Linked DNA regions of Rattus norvegicus: region 2 is linked to region 1. Evidence: chromatin contacts called from public Hi-C data. All regions are on one chromosome and are shown on one strand. Each heading gives the region's core, a stretch centred on a gene start, on an enhancer-like site or on the middle of the called end of the contact. The rest is flanking DNA. Distances are from core to core; before and after follow the strand shown.

Region 1 (5,942 bases), core at 3,353-5,852:
GTGCTGGTTTTATCAATGAGATTCAGCTGGGAGTAGTGGTGCATACCTTTTAATTCCAGCACTCAGGAGATGGAAACAGGAGGATCTCTGTGAGCTCAAGGCCAGCTTGGCCTACATAGCAAGTTTCAGGATAACCAAAGCAACACAGTGATAACTCTGTCTCAAAAAACAAAAACAATCGAACAAACAAATTAGCAAAATTACTGACTTCCTGACCAATCTTGAGTCATAGAAATGACCTAGTTCTGTATTCTTTTTGCCTAGTAAGCTACCAGAACAACAGTTTTCCACCCTCCTAAAGCTGCAACCCTTTAATACAATTCATGTTTGTGGTGACCTCAACCATAAAATTATTTTGGTTGCTACTTCATAATTATAATTTTGATGTTTATCAATCGTTAACGTAAATACCAGATGGTCTTAGGCAACTCCTGCAAGAGCATCATTCAACCCCCAACTTTGTTGAAACTCACAGGCTGAGGACTATTGCACTAGGAGAAAGTAAATCTATCACAGAATCAAGACTTTCCTTTATGTAAACCCATTCACCTTCACTCTCAACCCTGCCAAAAGCAGAATGAATGACATGATTCACATGTGGCAGGAGATTCCAGGTTCTGCAGACTCTTCCCTGAGCACAGCAGTCCTCTTAGAGTCCCATCTGCCTCTCAAAACAGCAAAACGCACTTGCTGACCTTATTCCTGTACTTTGCACATATTATTCCAGCCACTTTTGTCTCTCCAAATCTGGGACTCCCTGAAGTCAAGTCACAGAATCCTATATCATAGAATAGCTACAAAGTGGGGCTCTAAATATTTGCAGATGAAAATTGAAGCAAACAAACATCTGACTCTTTATTAATGTAACTCTTAATACCTTCAACAGAATCCTGTGGAAACTTCAAGAACTTGAACTAGAATGTCTGAGAATAAGGCAGAAGAGCACATAGTCCTTTGGGATCTGTTCCACGACTTCCCAGAGGTGCCAGAATTTGTGGGTGTGCAAGTCCTTTCTGGGCAAAGGACAGTGTTTACATGTGGCCTATGCACTGTCTCCAATATCCCTCAGTCTTCTCTCTAACCCCTCTGGTTTCTGTGTAGTTTTGTTGTCCTGAACTCACAGAGGTCCACGCACCTGTCTCCCTAGTGTGGGGTTTAAGACTTGTGCCAACCACCACCAGGCTCCTTTAGTCATCTCTTATACATGCTTGTTATACAAGCAACCACAGTAAGTCTGACTACAAAGTACACATGATCAAGACACCAGGCAAATAATGCCCAGAGAGCTGGAGACGCTAAGGATCTGTAAAATGGTAGGAAGCCACCAAAGGGTGTGTGCACCTACACATAGCCTCATTCCTCTGGGTTCATTGTAGTGCTTAGCATGTAGCAAAATCAAACTGCTTTTTGGAATTTCCTGGCTTTTCCTGGCAGGACTGAAGGTAGAACTCAGGACCACTGTACATGATAAACACCATACTACTGAGCCACAGTCTCCAGCCGACAACTGAACTGAATTTTTTCCCTCATCTATGCAATCCATGGATATGGACCTGACTATGTACCCGAAACAGGCTCTTCACAAGATTATCATGAACGTGGACATTTAGGACTACATGGAGTCTGAATATAAATGCCTATGTCTCAGACTAGGTATGGCTAAAGAGAAACTTAAATAATGCTCACTTCCTATTCTCTTTTTGTGAATGTCTCTTTTTCAGTGTTTGAATCATCTTCTAGAGCAAAATTCCCATCAAATTGTTCAAAACCTTCTCCACTAAACTGGATCTGATGACTCAAGCCTGTAATCACAGCAGCTGAGTGGTGAAGGACTAGGACTTCAAGGTCACCCCTTGCCAGCCAGAGAGTGATGCATGAGACCATCTCAAAACAACACTCCCTACTACAACAAAATAAAACAAAATAAAGCAGTTGTGGTTTTATTCAGTGAAGAATATGCATGGTGAAGTAGTAAACTAACTTTTCTAGTGCTGGGAACTGAAGCCAGGACTTTGTTCACTCTAAATATACTCTACTACAGAGGCAGTAGCTTCAGCCCAGTCCACATAATTAAGGCTTTGAATTTGCAATCTTCCTGCCTTGGTCTACCCAATAACTAAAAGCCTGTGCCATCAGGTGTTGGCTTGTTAATGCTGAGACACCATCATGTGTGGCTGCCAAACTGACATTCTCACTTATAGCACAGTCTCTTGAGCCAGAATGATCAAGTTAAATCTTAGCTCAATAAACCACTAGCTGCTTGATCTCAGGTAAGTCATTTACCTTTCTTTATATCACCTATACAATGGGGATAATAACCATTTATCAGAACTCAGAACAGTTCCTAGCAAACAATAGGTTCCACAAGAACTTCTATTACCAGGATTAGACTCTGTTCATAGAGCATGTACACATTTCTGTTCCTTGAGTGTATCTTCATATACTCTTCTTGAAATGACTAAGGTAATGCCATCTTGTTTTGACTGAATTTGTCTTTCCCCTTTCCCCAACCCAATGTCGGTCTTGGCAACCCATTTGAGGTTACATCTAAGACTCTGCCCTGCCAGGAATGAAAGTTTAAGGTTACTCTGATCCTCATCTAACTTTGAAGGTTTGTGTCTTTAGAGGCACAAGCCCATTTTGGTCTTGCCATCAATAAAAAGTACTTAACATTTTTAATTGGCGTAATCAACATGGTTGTCAATAACTATCTTATATGGATCATCACACTCCTGTCTGTTAAGATTTCTAAGTTAAAAGTATCCACGAACAAGATCCAGATGGTCTTTGATAATTAATTCACTCCAACCCAAGTTAACTGTGTAAGGTTTCTCTGTGTTCCCTAATCTCTTGGACTGTTTGGCAAAGTGCTTGCTGACTGCTCCTATCATTAGCAGTGCATAAGCTGGGCATAATAGGTGGTAACACCTACTATCAGCACTCAGAAAAATCTCTCTTTTGCACCAGTTCAGATTTCTGAGTCATGGGCTGGGAATCAGAAAAGGGAAACTCTAGCCCCAGTGTCACTTCAGAGTTTCATTTTCTCCCTTCTCCATTTCCTGTTACTCAATTCAGAAAGCCAGGAACATCAGAAGTCCAAGAATTATTCTTGGCCAGCCTGGACTACACAAACCCTTTCTCAACAAATAAAACAAACCAAGGCATGGTGGCATTTAACCTCCACAGGCAGGTGGATTTCTGTGCATTCTTGGCCAGCCTGGTCTGAGTTATCAGACAGCCAGGACTACACAGAGAAACCCTGTCACAAAACAAAAACAAAAACACAAAACAAACAAACAACAAAACCACCAACCCCAGGCTCCCCCTCCCTCAAAACCCAAACAAATAAACAAACAAAAAGACCAAAACCCAAAGTTAAGTCTTCAGAGTGAGGCTAACCTGGGGTCCCAATCTGGTCACCCCTTGTTCTTTGAGCCTCGTTTTTTTCCCGTGTATCAGTCCGCACTGATATCAACGCTAAAGAATTGTTGTCAAATTAGATGTCAAACTGCGTCCACAGATAGGTAAAAAGTTTGCTGACTGTTATTAATAGCATTATTAACAGTCACATTTTACCAAATGCTGGCTACAGTGTGCTTAGAATTTATAACCCCAGAGGGAAAGGGGAAAAAGGGTGTGTGTGTTGTGTGTGTGTCTAAACAGCCTCCGAGAGAGTACGGTTTTCCTATCAGGTTTATGGATGATATACCCAGGCATACAACGAGCACTTGGGTCGGGATACATCCAGGCTGTTTATAAAATAGCAGTGACAAAAATAAAACTTCATTGGCACGTGCAGTCCGTACCTAAAGATGAGAGGAAAACTCCTTCGTATTGGTCTCTCCTGGTGTGACGTTGGGGCCACTCCAAGGACGGACCAATGGGATTCCGTGGGGAGGACCCAACGGCGACAGTTGAGAGCATAAGGCTCCCACTTTCTCTTCTCAACCAAAGTTATGGGTGCCCCCCACCTTGCCCAGTTAAAGATCCCCAGTTAGACACATCGTCTCGGTCTTTAAACACACACGCGCGCACGCGCGCTCTCCTTAGCATACGGTTTCTGAGTCTTGACTATGGGAATGAGAAGACAAGCCCCAGTGTCACTTTGGAGTCTGATGTTCCGTTATCCTTATTTCCCATTATGAACCTTCTGCCTTGAGATAGGAAGGTGCCTCGATCTAGCGGCCGTGGCGGGCACCCGTAGCCCCTAAATGAGTGGAAACAAGACCCCCTTCTCTGTCACCCTCCGAGGGGCTCTGACCCAGACCCGGAAGGCGAGGACTAGAGACCCGCGGTGGAATGGCTCTTCGCCTCGGAAGGGAAGGGGAACTGCCAAGCTGGGATCCGCAGTCTTGCCGGTGTGCTCAGGCCAGGGTGAGGAGGCCCGAGGGTCTGGGCCCACCCTGCCAGCGCCGCTCCGGGAGCGGGTTCAGTTCGGTCTCCCGCGCCAAACTCTCATGCCAAGCGCCCTGCCGCCTCATTACCCACCACACACCGTGCCGAAGCTCACCTCGCCACTAGTCCTGGGACCCACTCCGTCACTGCCACCCGCCAGGACCCCGCGGAAGTAGAGGACAAGCGGCAGGCTTCGTTTCCGGAAATAACGTAGGACTGCGGACCGACTCTGACCAGCTCCTGCAACCATAGAGAAGAGACCGCTTTAGGCTCTTAACCCTGCGCGACCTCCCTGCTGCCTAGAGCGGCTGCTCCAGCGACCCGCGGGCGCATGCACAGCAAAGCGTCCTGCCCCTTCCTCTTTTCCTTCCGAGCCAAGCAGACGTCATCGCCCGGGAATCGGGAGGTGTTACCTTTCCCTTGTTTAGCTGCATTATTCAGATATCAGAGTCTCTCACAGTGCCCCGTATGCACCATAATAAATCTTAACTTCACATTTATGCAGATACCCACAAAACCCTTCTTAAAGCTTCATTTTTAGGGTCGGGATTTGGAATAAAATGACGTTATCTCGTTTACTCTGCAGCTACCCACCTTGATCTGGATCTGTTGAGAACTCAACAGTGCTGTGTTTTCAATCTATGACATTGTGACACCAGGCTAGGCAGGCGGATCTCTTGTGAGTTCGAGGCCAGTCTAGCCTACAGAGTGAATTCCAGGACAGCCAAAGTTACATAGTGAAACTTAATTTTTTTTTTTTTAAGTTTCTGTTTCTTAGATCTGGTGTAAACTGCAGGGAGTAGGCAAGAAGAGTAGAAGTTAAAGGCTGGGCTGGAGAGATGGCACTGACTGCCTCTCCAAAGGTCCTGAGTTTGATTCCCAGCAACCACTTGGTGGTTTATAACCATCTGTAATGGGATCTGATGCCCTCTTCTGGTGTGTCTGAAGACAGCTACAGTATATTCATACAGATAAAATAAATAAATCTGAGGAAGAGGAAGAAGAAGAAAAGAAGGAGGAGGAGGAAGAGGAGGAGAAGGAGAAAGAAGAAGAAGTTGTTGAAGTCTGTCTGGCATGGTAGTACTTTAACCCCAGTATTCAGAAGGCAGAGGCAGGCCAGTCTCTGTGATTTAAAAGCCAGCCTGGCCTACAAAGTGAGTCCAATACAGCAAGGGCTGTGTTGTACAGAGAAGCTCTGTCTTGAAAAAAAAAAAAGTTCAAGGCCACCCCTTAGGTATGGAGTGAGTTTGAGATCAGCCATCTCTAAATAAATAAATAAATAAATAAATAAATAATAAATAAATAAGAGTGTTCTTTTCAAATTGGTAACGAGTAAAAATGATCTGTGCCAGCAGAATTTACTTTCTGGAGAGTAATCCAATAAAGTATAAACTTTTCCCCCATTGTGGTAGGAGATATATTAACAGAATTTACCATTAGTTTTTTTTTTCTTATTAAGACACAGCCTTTGTAGTCCAGGTTAGTCCTGAATTCAAGTTCCTCTCGAATGAACTCCCCAGATGTTTGGATTACAGGTGTGTCCCACC
Region 2 (6,426 bases), core at 3,147-5,646, 470 kb before region 1:
CCCTAGTACTCACAAGTCCCCAGTACTATACAAAGTTAGGTGTGATGACGCATACCTGTAATCCTAGCACAAGGTGGTGCGGACAGACAGTGAATTCAGGGCAATCCTTGGCTACACAGTGATATCCCTTCTCAAAAACAAACAAAACAATGCAAACAAACAAACAAAAAAATCCAACAACAGTGGGTGGGCTTAGGTGAAAAACAGAATTGAAGTTGCCTCTTTCAGAGATTAAGTGGCTCTAATTAAACCAGACAGCACTCTTGCATTGGTGACTGAAATGGTCTAGCTCTGTATGGTAGCATACACACTGGGCTGTTGAGCACTAAGAATGTGGTTAGTAATATGGCTAGAATGCCAAGGGAATGAATTGTCTATTCTGCTTAATTTCAGTATATCTTGATTTAAGTTGGTAAATGTAACTAGTGGCTCCCTAACTGAACAGCAGCTCTGGGTTGTCAGTTAATGATTTCCAAGCAGAGGCAATTCCTCCCACCCCATCTGGAGCCATTTTTAATTGTCACAGCTGGGATGTACTGCTAGTGGACAGAGGCCAGGGTTTCGGTTAAACTTGGTGCATTGCAATGAACCTCCCACATAGAAGAATCAGTGGAAACAAATGTCAGCAGTTGAGAAGCTTGAGAAACTGTCTGGAGTTTGTTCAAGGGTGGAGCTAAAGCAAACAGAACAAACTGCAGCACACCTTGCTTAAATAAAACACCTGAGAAGAATGACATTTTTCATTCAACATGAAAAGGTTTAAAGCAGCAAGACATTACTGAAAAGTGCATGCAGTGAATAACTGATATGGTCCCTCGTGGCCCCAATAAGTACATCCTGTGCTAGAAGTAACTTGAATATTAACATAATATTAAAACTATTATCCGAGATCTTTTGTTTTTTCTTTTTTAATTTATATGTACATGTACATGTGTATGTATGCCATGCTTATGCAACTACTTTCTGAAACCAGAAGATGTCAGAGCCCCTGAAGCTGGAGTTACAGGTGATTAGAAGCCACCTTGGATCCTCTGAAGGAGCAGTAGAGACTCCTAATCACCAAGTCATCTCTCCAGTCCAGAACCCTGTTTCTAACATGCTGAACATAAGATGCTAAAGGATACCTAGCCACTTAAAACTTTCTTTCGGATTTACTTTATATGTTATGGGTGTTCTGCCTGCATGTTTATGTGTACCACATCCATGCTTGGGCCTGGGGAGGTCAGAAGAGGATGCTGGATCCCATGGAGCCGGATGTAAACAGTTGTGAGCCACAAAGTGTTGGGAATTGAACTTAGGTCCTTTGGAAGAGCAAGCAACAAGTGTTCTTAACCATTAAATTCAGCCACCTTACCCACTTTTTGGGGGAGGAAGGGAAGCAGATTTACTTACAAAGAGCTATTCTCAGAGAAAAGGTGACCTCGGTTCTTCCTAGTCCCTCTCTTTCTAGTTTCCTGTCCTTTCCCTTGGCCTATCTGATATGGAGATACTACTGTGAAAGAAAACCAAAGTAAGGCAAGAAAAGTGATTGTCCTTCTTATTTACAAGTTTGCATATTACCTCAAGAAAAAGCGGGGTAGAGTTATGGTTTGATCAAGGGAATGTATGGAGTGATATCACATCACATCCAGGAGCAGCAGACCCCACCCTCCTAATGCTGCTATCCTTTAATACACTTCCTCATGGTGTGGTGACCCCCCAACCACAAAACTACTTCATTGCTACTTCATAACTAAAATTTTGCTACTGTGATAAATAATAATGTAAATATCTGATATGTACGATATCTGATATATGACTCCTGTAGGGTAACAACCAACTGGTTGAGAACTGCTGTCCTAGAGGAAGAGATATTGAAGTTTCAGAGGATAAATATCAAATAATACTGTGGTTTCTGTGGTTTTATAAAGTATGCAGGGTCAGATAAAGCGGAATCATTTAGAGCTACTCAAAAAACTCTCGATTTTATACTAGAAACATAGAATCTATCCCAAATTAGCCTAATCCTCAAAGAAACTGGAACAATAGACATAATTTAATGTTTCACTTCAAACTATTTCTCAGAACACAAAGTCATTTGAATTCATAATACATCAAAGCCTTTTCTGTCCAGTTAGCATTAACTGAAATTACTCACTATATTTAAAGTTTTCTAATTACTTCATGGAATATAAAAATAAGAGCCCTAACTTTTTTTTTTAAAGCAGTGTTTCTCTGTGTAGCCCTGACTGTCCCTCCCTCTGTAGACAAAATTGACCTTGAACTCAAAAGTTTGCCTGCCTCTGCCTTCCCAAATCCTGGGATTAAATTTGTGGGCCACCACCTGTCTGAGCCCTAGCTTTTAAAACAAAAGCTACATTTATAATTTTCACATTGGCCTAAGGCAGCAACTTTCAGCCCACATATTCTGAACTCCTCAAAGTTCAATGCAATTAAAGTTCCATCCTTAAGCATGCTAGAGTTTCAGTACCTCCTCAGATTTTCTTTGGAGGGTTTAAAATATTTTATCATCACTTAATATACAGAAAGAATGCCATCTACAGTAGAGTTCCTACCCACTTTCAGTTTTCAGATATTCTCAAAGGAAAGGTCATCTCGTTCTTTCAGGTTTCTAATGGAATGACTTAAAGCCTTATTAAGAAATGTGAAACAGGATATTTTCAGCATCATATTCAACTACTGGAGTTACACACATAATCTCAACCAGTTTTCTCAACTTCTTAATTGCTGATAGTTCCCTCATGTGTAGAATGGTCCTGTGCAACAGAGAATATTCAACAGTATGCTTGGGTTCCCAGCAGTACCGCCCTTGAATTCCTAGTACTCTAGGTTAAAACATCCCCAGAAATTGCTAAATGTCCCTGGGGAACAAACCTAACCCAGAGTTGAGAATTGCCAATCCAAGTAAAGCTCATGGTACCAAAGAGTAGACACTATGCTAGTCAGTCAGAAGAATCAAGAAAAAGAAAAAAGAAAAAAACCATCTTTTTCTCTGATTGCTTTCCACCCAATTTATACTAAATAGCTGAGGAGCAAGAGATGCCACTGTGTGCACATGAAGACATCTGGCTTAATTTCTACAATTACTGCTTTCGACTCTCCAGTGACAAGTGAACAAATTACTACAGCAGCTGCTTCTCTGAGAAAAGTTATTCCAAGCCAGGCATGATGGTGCAGTCCCCTAAAACCAGCAGTTTGGGAGGCAAAGGCAGAAGGATCACTTTAAGTTTGGGTCACCCTACTCTATATAGATACAGACTAGCCAGGGTTACAAAACCCAGGGAGGCGGGTGGAACAAGAAGAGATTGAAGAAGGGGGCAAGGTTGGTGGGAAGGATGAAAGCAAGGATTGATTTCAGTTGTGGGGAAAACTAGGATTTTACATCAGACTGGATAAGCAGAATTTCAAGAAGGGACAAAGAGAAAAGACTGGCACTGAAAGCACGGTCCATGAAGAAACCCAAGGACCTGTTTGTTCTCAATTGCCAGCCCTTGGGTGGGAACAATTAGTCTATTTTAACATGCCCGAGTAGGCAGCCAGGTCCATCAAGTTGCTGTTGCCCTAAGGGTTGAACAGGGGTAGACACTGGTTACTATGGAGTTGGAGTTGACCTAAAGGCCTCTGGTGATTCTGAGAAAGAGGAATCCAAAACGTTGTGAGACCAGCGGGGACCACCTCCTCCTCCAAATAAACTCACCAGTTCTGGATCCTAGGGCTTCTAGCCTGGGTTTGCAAGCTACAGCACCGGAATCACGTGGGAAAACTTGTTAAACTCAACAAACTGAGCTCCCGCCCATCCCAGTTTCAGTTCCGAGGCTGCAAAACCAAGTCCACAGGTGATTCCTATGCCCACCAAAGTTCACAATTTGTCTAACTTGGAAAGCAACTGTGACATCTGGGGCTTTGCAGTGGCCTCCGCGACAACTCGGACTTTTCCCCGTGCGCTTCTGGGGTCCACACCTATAGCTCCTGTCACCCTACAGGACCAGCGCGGGTTCAGGCCCGGCTCCACGCCGACCCTCGGGAAGCCAAGGCCGGTTCCGACAGCACCGGACCCACCTCCCCCTCAGCCACCGGGACCCGTGACGTGGCCCGGCCCAGGCAGGACGCCCTCCACCAGCGAGATTCCTTAGTCCCACGGGGAAACCAGTCACCCCGGTAGCGGAGACCTGGGACCACAGCGCCGTCCGATCCCTCCGTACCGACCTTCTCCAGGGACGCGTCCATAGCTGAGGCGTTTGGTGTTGGTCCCGCGGTGCCGGGAACTACTTCCGCCTCCCGCGGCCCACAGCGACTTCCACGCTGGCAGCGCTGACGTCCCCGGCGCCCGCAGCCGGCCGGGCGGAGAGGAGGAGGAGCTGCCCCGCAGCGCGGCCAGCAGGGATCCTGCGGCTTGCTGAAGGCGGGGCGAGACCTGTCGGGTGGGCGGGGTCTCCTGGGGCGGGGCCTCTTCCAGGCTTCCGTACTCGGACGTCACGCTGGCCGGTCCTAACTCTACCACGCGGGGGAAACCCAGTCTAAAAAGCGGTCCAAACTCAACTTTGCTATAAGCCTGTGGTGACCATCACAATGAGATATCCACCAGGTAAAATAGTATCGACTCAGCTGCACGTCTGGAGCCAGGCTTTCAAATCCTTGGCCGTCAACACCTGTCAGAAACGGAGTAGTTAATTTACCTCAGCAGCCTGAGGCCAGCGCCCACTTGCGCATGCGCGGGATGGTGGCTGCCTCGCGCTCTAGGATTTTTATGTTGTTGTTGTTGGATTGGGAGATAGGCTGGGTTCTTAAGTGGCTGCTCTTTGGAAGGGATGCTGGTCAGAGCTGAATGTTTTTCTGTCAGCTCTTCCCTCAAAAGTCCAGATGAATTTGAGGCCTCTGGTCTGGCGTCGTCCCTCATGTCACAATGATGGCTTGTCGGGGGATGGGTAATAATGATAATAATAGGTCTGTTGCCTTTCTATTTTATATCACAGTCTTTTGATATGGAATCATTATTATCCGTGTTAGGTTTAGTTCCTTGCAGCCCGACAGTACACCGCCTTATCTCCGCTTTATTCCCGCTAGGTGGGGGTGGTGGGTTTTTTAGTGAGAGCCTGCAGGATTTGTTTCCTATCTTCGCTCATCTACTGATGGGTAGCTGAAATGGGATCTACCACCATTGCGGTCAGTGAAACTTCCTGGACAGAAGACTGATGATGCTAAAAACTACAAAGCTATTCCTGCCCTCTCCTGTTTCTTACGCAGCATCGTCCCCCAAGCTTGGGTCGGGTTGTCAGTGAAATAATTATCTGCGAGAGGTCTCTACTTTGCATTTGGATAAATGGCCTGCTTATGTTAATAATAGCAAAGAAATCATGTGTGCTACTTTAGAGTAGGAAAATCAATGATTCTCTAGTGAATGGGGGGGGGGAATGATGAAATGGTGCCCCTCAAAGACTGAAAAATTGAATGTGTTCCTGCTTGAACAAAACAACGTGTTATGAAATTTTCCAAACCTTTAGAAAGGACAAAAGAATTGCAGTGAACAATCATGTGCCCATTAGCTAGGTTAGTTGCCATTTTCTTATATTTGTTTCTATCACTTATGTATTCAGATAACTGTCAATCAATATGGATAGTTACATTACAACTCTGAACACTTCAATATTATTGAAGACTTTTTGTTTTTGTTTTTGTTTTTTTGTTTTAGGCAGAGGTACAAGAAATGCCCCCTCCCCTACCTCATGAGTTGGAGGCTAGTCTAGAATACATGCTGTATTCCAAACCATTTTGGTTTGGTGACTTCAAACAAAACAGAGTTAAGGTGCTTGATGGTAATGGTGGTTGCCACTAAGTCTGATGGATAGGGAGAACCAACTCCTACACTCACAAATATCTTTTTTAAACAAATAGCAAAATAAAAACAAGCAAACAACAATGCACAGGCTGTAGAGATGGCTTAAGAGATAAAGACCTCTACCACTAAGCCTGGCCTTGAGTTTGATCCCCGAGACTCACAGTGGAAAGAGTACCAACTCTGGCTTTGTCCTCTGGCCTCTGCACATGGACAGTGGCACACATGCACACACACACAAGAGCACACAAAGTAAAAATGTAATAGATTTTTTTAAAGAAGCTCATAAATGTAACGTTACCTCTAAGTAGTTAAAAAATAGATTCAAACCGAGCCTGGTGGCACAGCCTTTAATCCTAGCATTTAGGAGGCAGAGGCAGGTGGAGCTCTGTGAGTTCGAGGCTAGTCTGGTCTACACAGAGAAACAACCAACATCCTACCTCTACCCCCCAAATACACTCAACCTCTACAGACATATAGCTTGTATATGGTGAAATGTTTACATCACTAGTATTATTGAGATAGGGTCTCAGTATGTATCCCTGGCTGTCCTGCTATTCATTTGTAGACCAAACTGCCTTGAACTAGAAGCA

What was found. A called contact is a pair of places that touch in the nucleus more often than the background predicts.
Region 2: a Hi-C map of liver shows a contact between it and region 1, with 2.2 times the contacts expected there. The contact joins the promoter of Pdxdc1 here to the promoter of Bfar in region 1. A contact is called at or near these places in 2 of 12 Hi-C or Micro-C datasets (liver and mammary epithelial cells).

Annotation. Positions count from the first base shown.
Region 1 is chr10:2,057,901-2,063,842 of GRCr8, reverse strand. It overlaps Bfar (bifunctional apoptosis regulator), which reads right to left and starts at 4,602. Exons shown (of 8, transcript NM_001013125.2): 1 at 4,511-4,602.
Region 2 is chr10:2,530,482-2,536,907 of GRCr8, reverse strand. It overlaps Pdxdc1 (pyridoxal-dependent decarboxylase domain containing 1), which reads right to left and starts at 4,396. Exons shown (of 24, transcript NM_001134961.1): 1 at 4,207-4,396. The coding sequence starts at 4,227. It also overlaps a transcript of Mpv17l not described here.